Linked DNA regions of Sus scrofa: all the other regions are linked to region 3. The links are chromatin contacts, called in public HiChIP or PLAC-seq maps. All regions are on one chromosome and are shown on one strand. Each heading gives the region's core, a stretch centred on a gene start, on an enhancer-like site or on the middle of the called end of the contact. The rest is flanking DNA. Distances are from core to core; before and after follow the strand shown. Region 1 holds the start of LBX2 (transcription factor LBX2). Region 2 holds the start of INO80B (INO80 complex subunit B). Region 3 holds the start of STAMBP (STAM-binding protein).

Region 1 (2,700 bases), core at 194-2,693, 640 kb before region 3:
TAAGGTAACATAATGGACAGTCCAGGAGGGACTGGCCCACTTCTTTATGGCACTATTCAAAAAGAAGAAGAAGGAGAAGAAGAAGAAATCCATAGCAATGAATTACCTTAGGAGTGGTGGGTTCCTCAGGAGTGGTGGGGCTTCTCTGTCGCTGAGTTGTACATTTCCTTGCTATTTGGGATGTGACGTGTGAATAAAACCCTTGCCTTGTTGAGCCTCCACTGGTGAGCAGTGTTGTCCCAGAGCTGTCTTATTCCTACACAGGAGGGCTGTGGTGTAAGCCCAGAACTGGAATAGGTGTGGGAGAGAAGAGAGAAAGATAGGACATGGATAAAATAGGAATGAATATCTCAGGCCTTAGAATTTGTCCCTGAGTTGGTAGGGGTTCCGTCCCAGGATCTGGTTGGGCAGATGAAGTCTGCGCTTCAAGTCACACTTCTATAGGGAGCGATCCTGCTGATCCTGGGCAGTGACCAGTGGCTGCTCCCAATGCTGCTGATGCTGTGTGGTTTCTGGGCCTCCCCAGGCTGAAGGACCCCTACTCCAACCAAAGGAGTTTAATAAGACAAAGACAGATGGACTACTCATAGATCAAAAGAGTAACCAGGAGGCTCTTGGTGGAGGCCAGTCTTCACTGGCAAAGACCCTTCCAGGCAGTAGCACTAGCTTGGGTTTGTTGTGTCCTCCCTCCTGAGAATCGGGTCTCTGACCCCTTCTCCACGTGTTTGGACTTGCCAGGGCCTCTGAGCCAAGGCAGGACAGCCCTGGATTCAGCCAGAGAGCCGGCAGAGTCCACTCACCTGCGCTGGCTTCCCCATGGCATCCCCACCTTTCCCGGTTGCAGTCGCTCCGCCCGCCCGGCCAGGTCCTTCCAAGTCCCCCAGCCCCCAGAGCCGCGCTAATAACTTCCAGCCGCTGGACCTCTTTAAGAGCGTTCCGCAGGGGTGGGGCGGGACGAGGGGGCCAGGTCGGGAGACAGAGGTCCCTACTAGGTGAGACTGGGGATCCTAGCTCTGTCAGCTCTCTGTCTCCCTCCTCGGAATTTTGCAAATTCCCAGCAGTTGGGGCCAGGGAGAGCAATTTTATTGCCGACAAGTTTATGAGCCAGAGCTGCGGCTAGGCGGGGAGTCTGTGGTACACAGAATCTGGGGGCCGCCCAGGAAAGGTCCGAGTGTACACCGGACCACGCTCGGCAGCGCAGAGCAGCCCGGCGGCCCGGCTTGGTGGGTTGTTCCTCGGGTTTCTCTCCGCATCTCCCCGCCCTCTAGAAATACCGCTGTCGGGACATCTACCAACTCCAGACCCACCGCGGCCCGGAGTTGGGAGGTGGGGGCGCAGGAGGAGGGGCACACGAGGGTCTGGCCCAGCGCGGGGGGCGGGTCCGAGGCGGGGGGCCCAGATCGGGAGCCGAGCTAGGGCCCAGGCAGCTGCGGAGCCGAGGGCGGCCAGCGGCGGCACCGCCACAGCCCCGCTGGCCATGAGCTCGGGATCCGAGCCCGGGACACCCCGGACACCCTTCAGCATCGCAGACATCCTAGGCTCGCGCCTGGTTCCCCGAGGACCCTCTGCGTCGCAGCTTCCAGAGTCGAGCCCAGGTCCCAGGTCGCCGCTGTGCGCGCTGGAGGAGCTGACTAGTAAAACTTTCCGCGGACTTGACGGGCACGCGCCGCAGCCCTCTGAAGGTACAGCGCCGGCGAGGTCGCGCACTGTGACCTGGCCGTCTCCCTACTTCTCTCCTCCAGGTTACCGGTCTCGACTCGGCCACTACCCTAACCGTGCCCTCAGCCCACGTGCCAGGGCTGGCCTCTTCCTCCCCTCCCCTCCGTTAGTTCCCAGGCTCCGCGGCCGCTCTCAGAGGCCGCCGGTCGGTCGAGAACTGAGCGACCTGTGCGTGGGTCGCGGTCCGCTGTAGGCGGGGCAGTCGCAGCAGAGAAAGGCCAGAGAGGAGACAAAAGGCCTGGGCCAGAGCCTGTAAATGAGTGAGCTAGGGCAACGGCGGCGCACAAAGTGCTGGGAGACGATGTTCAGGCCTCTCCGGGTACCTAAGCTCCGCTCCAAATCGCTCTCTTCTCTAGAGGGCGCAGGGAGCAGAGGGTCCCCGAAGCCGCAAAGGCCGCGGGACTCCGGACTCCACCTTTCCTCGCCCTTTGTACCCCCACTTTCATCCTTTTGGGGTCGAGGAGGGGGGGCCCGTATCACCAAAAAAAGAATAAGCTGAGAGTGTCCGACACCACCCACGAGTCTAAAGAAGGGCTCGGTCCGGTCCTGTTAGACTCACCGTGCGCATTGACTACCCCTACTCTGATCATGGTCTGCCCCCTGCCTCTGGTGCCGGACCCGCAAGCCCGCTCTGCCAGGGGCTCCGGAAGGCCTCAAAGGCCCGGCCCTAGACGCCTGACCGTGCACCACGTCTCCTCTGGCTTGTCCTGCCCACCTCCCCTTTCCTGTCCCCGCAAGGTGCCTTCAGCCTGCTGCCTCCCATACCCTAGAGGTCGGTTCCATTTCCCCCCACCCCCGCCCCCCGGGCTGAAATACACCCCCGGCCACTCGCAAATTTTGGGCAGGGAACCAGGGTTCTGGCTCGCGTCTGCCTTCTCTCTCCGCACCAACTCCTCCCCGCCTCCCAGCACACACACCTGGCTGGCTCGATCCCCGCTTTTCCTTCCGGACCGAAGCCTGATTCTCGCAGGCTAGAGATTG
Region 2 (2,700 bases), core at 137-2,636, 600 kb before region 3:
TGCCAGTTCCATGAGAACAGAAATCTTGTCTGTCCTTCCACTGCTGATATTCTTGCTGCCTAGCAAAGTTCTTGGAACACAGAAAGTTCTCCATGTGTATTTGGTAACTGAATAAAGAATGAACCAACTTACCTGTCGGGCAGTGAGCAGCCGTTCATTGATTTCCTTCTTGAGATCTCCATTGTCATCAAGCTCCCCCTTCTCCAAAGCATCCAGCCACCTCTGTTCCTCCTCTTCCTCCTGACCCCCTAGGCTCCCGGACAGGTCCCGAAGTGGGGAGGGGGACAGATTACTGTCTTCATCTGGAAAGGAAAGGTGGAGAGCTAAAGTAGAATTGTTCAGATGGGGAACCCAATTCGGCCAAGTTAGTACTGGGACACTCAAAATCCTCACCTTCCTCAGAACAAACCTCCTTCCCTTAACCAGATATAATGAGAAACCCAATTTTTCCACCTCCAAATCCTTCTCACCCAGCCAGGCACGGTACTGCTCAAGGGGAACTCCTTCCATAGGTTCCTCTTCGTTGTCCACAACCATAAGGGGAGAAGGTGAGCGAGGGCCCTCAGGGATCACAGTGAAGGTAGGAACACTGCAGAGAAGCAACAACTCTGTAAGCTGAGCAATCAATTGTCTCTCCCTGCTCAATCCGTCCAGCCTTCCCTACACCCTTTTGGGTTCTTGCTCCATTAATCTGGGCCCTGAAGTCACAGTGTCCATTCTCCGTCTACTAGAAAGCCCAGCCAGCGTCTCCTATCTCTACCTGTTTCTAAAGTCCCCCAGGTAAAACCTTGCTTTCTTGATCTCACCTCTTGGTGCCCAGGACCTGCCCGCCCAGCTTGATTTTGAGTTTGAGCTGGGGCTTAGCAGGAGACGGCTGCGTGGGCCCAGCCTCCTCTTCCTGGTAGTGTTTCTTCTTGTGCTTCTTCTTGTGCTTCTTGTGCTTTTTCTTGTGCACTCCGTGGCCGTGGGCACCTGCCAGACTCAACTCCAGGGCTTCCCCTGCGGAAGGAGAGCCTGTCAACCGTGTATAGCGGGAGCCGGGCAAGGAAAGCGCTGAAGAACCCACTACCCCCGAGGGGTCCTACTCTTCCTGCGGTGTTCGTTGTTACCATAACAACGGCCCCGCCTTTCTCCTTCCCACCTGTAGCGAGGCGCCCAGACATCTCCGAGAAGCAAGAAAGAGATTCCTTTTCTGCGAAGGCCTAAGCTGCTTTATCGACCCGCTCTTACCCGGCTCAGGGGCCTCCATAGCCCCAGAGGTGCTCCCGCGCCGCCACAGCTTACTCATGGGGCCCTGCGAGGAAAGGGGGCTGGAAATAGTCCGAACACATGCAGACACACCTTTTCCGCCCCGCGGAATAACTTAACTCCAGTAAAAAAAAATCGGCTACTTCCGGTGCGTAGCAACCATGCTTGTGCGGGGCACACTTTGCGGCTAAAATTCTCCGGGAGAAACAACAGTCCTTCCAGCAAAAGTTCCGGTATCTCTGAGGGCCGGACCGCTCGAACTGGCGGGAGCTGTCAGCTGGCTCCGCATCGCCACAATTAAGATCAGAACTCAGCGCGGGCGATTCAATTATTGTTACACTCAAGCGTGATGGACGTATGGTCCGGACCAAATTCGGATCCAGGTTATGAGAATACAAAGATGAGTATGAGCACTTCTCTCTGCCTTGAAGGAATGTGCAGTTTGGAGGAGTACGTAAGATAACGATATTGCGGGCAAAATGGCAGAAAGCCTTGACAGTACAAGTGCCCCAAAGCAGGGCAAATGGTTTTTAAGCCCAAATTTTCATCAGTAGAGAAATGGTTAAATGAATTATGGTGCCTCTGTCCAATCTAGAACAGCCTGTTGCTAACAAAAGCTAAAAACTGGTAAGTAATTGATAAGATCGACATGGAAATTAGATCCTAGTGGATAATAGTATTGGAAACAATCTAAGTGTGCCTCTACTGAAATACCAAAAAAAAAAAAAAAAAATCATGAATTTGATACATCTATACAATGGGAAGCTATGTTGCTATAAAAAGAAATGAAACCCCAGAAGGCTACTCAAGGAACTGGTGACAGCAATTCCAATGGATGGTTGAGGGCAAAGGGAAATTTATTCTTCATAAAATACCCTTTCGTGCCTACTGAAGTTTGTATAAAACATGTGCATGCTTTACTTAGTTAAAAAAAAAGGCAACAGGAGTTCCTGTCGTGGCGCAGTGGTTAACGAATCCGACTAGGAACCATGAGGTTGCGGGTTCGGTCCCTGCCCTTGCTCAGTGGGTTAACGATCCGGCGTTGCCGTGAGCTGTGGTGTAGGTTGCAGACACGGCTCGGATCCCGCGTTGCTGTGGCTCTGGCGTAGGCCTGTGGCTACAGCTCCGATTCAACCCCTATCCTGGGAACCTCCATATGCCGTGGGAGCGGCCCAAGAAAAAGCAAAAAAAAAAAAAGGAAACAAGGTCTGTGAGGTCAATGAGGTCTGTGTGGCTGACATATGAAATAAAAAAAGCAAGTTTTAAGATGTTATGATCCCATTTAAAAAGGCATACTATGCTATCATAGAAAAAAATTAAGGAATGTATACTGTGCCATTAATGGTGATTATCTTTAGAAGCTGGAGTTGGGGAACTTTCACTATTTAGATCCGTAGTGAATTTACTTTCCTCTCCTTTTTTTTTAATTTTAAATATTGCTTAGTACTTTTT
Region 3 (2,763 bases), core at 169-2,668:
CTAACTCTGCTCACGGAATCACTCTTCCAGTCAATCTACATCACATCATTTCAGGGCAAGGATTTTTGATCTAGAACGCAATTTATTGGAATCTATCTTCAAAGACTAAGCGCTCTTCGAATAACAAAAGGACACAAAGGTAACTTGAAAGAAAAAAAAAAAAACACAACACAACAAAACACCACCTGGGACTCATACTGCAGTAATCTACAATCTTTCTCTCTCTTTTTTTGGCCAGGCCCAGGGCATGCAAAAGTTCCTAGGCCAGGAAACGAACCTGTGCCACAGCAGTGACCCAAGCCACAACAGTGACAACACCAGATCCTTAAGCCACTGAGCCACCAAGGAACCCCTCTAGAATCTTTCTGGATATTGCTACTGCTAGAATCAGATTCTAACTTCCAACCTTACATACTGAATTACAGCACACCCTAACCAGCATGTTCTAGAATATACACAAGCTACCACAGGTTTTGAAATTCAAGACCCTGTGTCAAATGGCCCATTTTTTCCTTTGAATCTTAAACCTTACTCATTCCCCACAGAGATCTTTTGCTTCAGTCATGATTCATATCTGCCTAGAAACCTTTACATTTCAGTTTCATTTGTCTATACACTGTTGTTGTTTTCCACTCCAACCCCTCCCTAAGAGATAGTTTTCTCCAGGCCAATTCTATCTCTAAGTGACACTTTCTCCACCAAGCTGCTGCTTCTCATACACCCCCATAGTACAAAAGCTGTGGGGACTACCAGGGATGTAGAGGCATTCTGTCTCCTGTAAGGAGCCTTTTTAAGGGCTCAGAAAGCCACTAGCAAATCTAAAACCTCCCCCAGTTGTCTAATTAGTAAATTCAGGGCAAAGCCCATCAAAGCTATCTGAAACAGAGGAAGCTCGTTGCTCTTCCCTGTCTCTCTGTAGAGGATATTTTTGTCGCGAATGGAATCCACTCCCGAGACCAGCAGGTGGTGCCCAGTACTACAGAGCTGAGCAATACTCCAGAGAGGTGGTGCCGTAAAGGACCAAGGGGTAAACATGAGAAGGAAAAAGGAAGCAGCGGGAAGAGCGATGGGGGCGTATACAGCGGAGAGGGACCTCTTGACAACAGCATAAGGGCCCATGAGGTAGGCGGGGGCGCGCTGGGCCCGACTGGGCACCGGAGCCGTCAGGGAACTCGCGCGCAGAGGGCTGGGCAGGCGGTGCGGGGAGGAGTGGGCTGCAGGTCCCACACTCACGGCCGCCACTCCGCGTCACTGTCAGACCACGCTCAGCACCCAAGCCCCACCACATTCCCGGGACCCTTCCCCACCTGTCCCCGCGAATGACTCTCGGAGCTTCCGTAAACGTCACATCCGGCCCCCGCCCCGCCCCCTCCAACTGGGCTATCAGTTAAACTCCCAAGAACTTAGGACCCGGGGCAGTGTCTGGGGGCGGGGTTAGAGCTGTCACCTGCGGAAAAAAACCCACCAATGAGAAGAGAGCTGGGGGGAGGCCATTTTGGTAAAGGAAAATCAGCGCGGAAGGAGTGGGAAACAAATAAAGGACCCAGCTAACTTTTGTTTTTAGATTAATACGAACACCGTAAATGGACCGATGCATTCCCTCCGAGTGAAAAGCTACACGAGTTGTAATGCAACATATCTTAAACAAGCTTAGAAAGTATGGAATCAAATAAAATCTATTACATAAAGCATACATTTTTTGGAATTAGAGTCTGGTCACTCAGGTTTACCCCATGCCTTCACGTCCTTCATATTTGTGAGGTGTGTTAAATGCTTATGTCAATTCTGAAAGCTACCTTGTCCCAGTTCTTTGGAGAAAACTGTACAAACTCTATTAAAACTGATTGCAAGTTGACCCCTATCACTATCAGCCTGTCCATGCCCTATATCTTCTACTAGGTGTGTCTGAATGAATGTCATTGGAAAATCAGGAGATGAGCTGTGTTTTTACTTTTATTTTTATAGCTAAATACATATCCTCGGGTCTTCTCTGTGTGGAAATTTGCTCTCTGTGAATTTTCCTTCACTTATTTTTAGAAATTACTCAATTCTCAGCTCGATTTCACCTTAGTTTTGTTCATTGCCACATTCAGAAACTTAGTGTCCAGAGAAACCTTTGTGGCCAGAGAGGCCGCAGTGGACTCCTTGGCTGTTAAGGTCCATCTTGGCTGTTGGCAAGGTTTTCAGAGGAAGAGTAATTCGGTAGATGAGCAGTCATTCTAGCGGTTTCCACTAGTAGAATCTAAAAGTAAATTTCAGACTTCTCTTTTGGCGCCCTGGGTTAAGGATCCATCACTATCTCTCCAGAAGCTTGATTCGATCCCTGGCCCATGAACTTCCACATTCCATAGGCAGCGAAAGATAAGTTTTTAAAAGTAAATTTCATTTTGGGGGGAGGGAGTGGGATGGACTGGAAATTTGGGGTTAGTAGATGCAAACTATTGCATTTGGAGTGGATAAGCAATGAGATCCTGCTGTATAGCACAGGGAACTATATCTAATCACTTGTGATGGAATACGATGAAGGATAACGTGAGAAAAAGATGGTGTATATACGTGTGTGTATAGCTGGGTCACTTTGCTGTACAGTAGAAATTGATTGAACATTGTAAATCAACTATAATAGAAAAAATTAAAATCTTATCAAAAAAGTAAATTTCATTGTGTAAACTTTTTTTTTTTTTTTTTTTTTTTTTGTCTTTTTGCCTTTTCTAGGGCCGCTCCCGCGGCATATGGAGGTTCCCAGGCTAGGGGGTCTAATCG

What was found. HiChIP or PLAC-seq counts read pairs in DNA pulled down with a chosen protein or histone mark.
Region 1: a contact with region 3 is called in an H3K27ac HiChIP or PLAC-seq map of alveolar macrophages. The contact joins the promoter of LBX2 here to the promoter of STAMBP in region 3.
Region 2: a contact with region 3 is called in an H3K27ac HiChIP or PLAC-seq map of alveolar macrophages. The contact joins the promoter of INO80B here to the promoter of STAMBP in region 3. A contact is called at or near these places in 5 of 47 Hi-C or Micro-C datasets (alveolar macrophages, embryonic fibroblasts, heart right ventricle and 2 more) and 1 of 2 datasets of contacts at active chromatin or transcription factors (alveolar macrophages).

The regions. Positions count from the first base shown.
Region 1 is chr3:68,548,776-68,551,475 of Sscrofa11.1, forward strand. It overlaps LBX2 (transcription factor LBX2), which reads left to right and starts at 1,444. Exons shown (of 2, transcript XM_003124997.3): 1 at 1,444-1,682. The coding sequence starts at 1,478.
Region 2 is chr3:68,586,935-68,589,634 of Sscrofa11.1, forward strand. INO80B (INO80 complex subunit B) reads right to left here and starts at 1,387. Exons shown (of 5, transcript XM_003124991.5): 1 at 1,231-1,387; 2 at 807-999; 3 at 471-589; 4 at 133-302. The coding sequence starts at 1,288.
Region 3 is chr3:69,186,838-69,189,600 of Sscrofa11.1, forward strand. STAMBP (STAM-binding protein) reads right to left here and starts at 1,419. Exons shown (of 10, transcript XM_003125008.4): 1 at 1,308-1,419.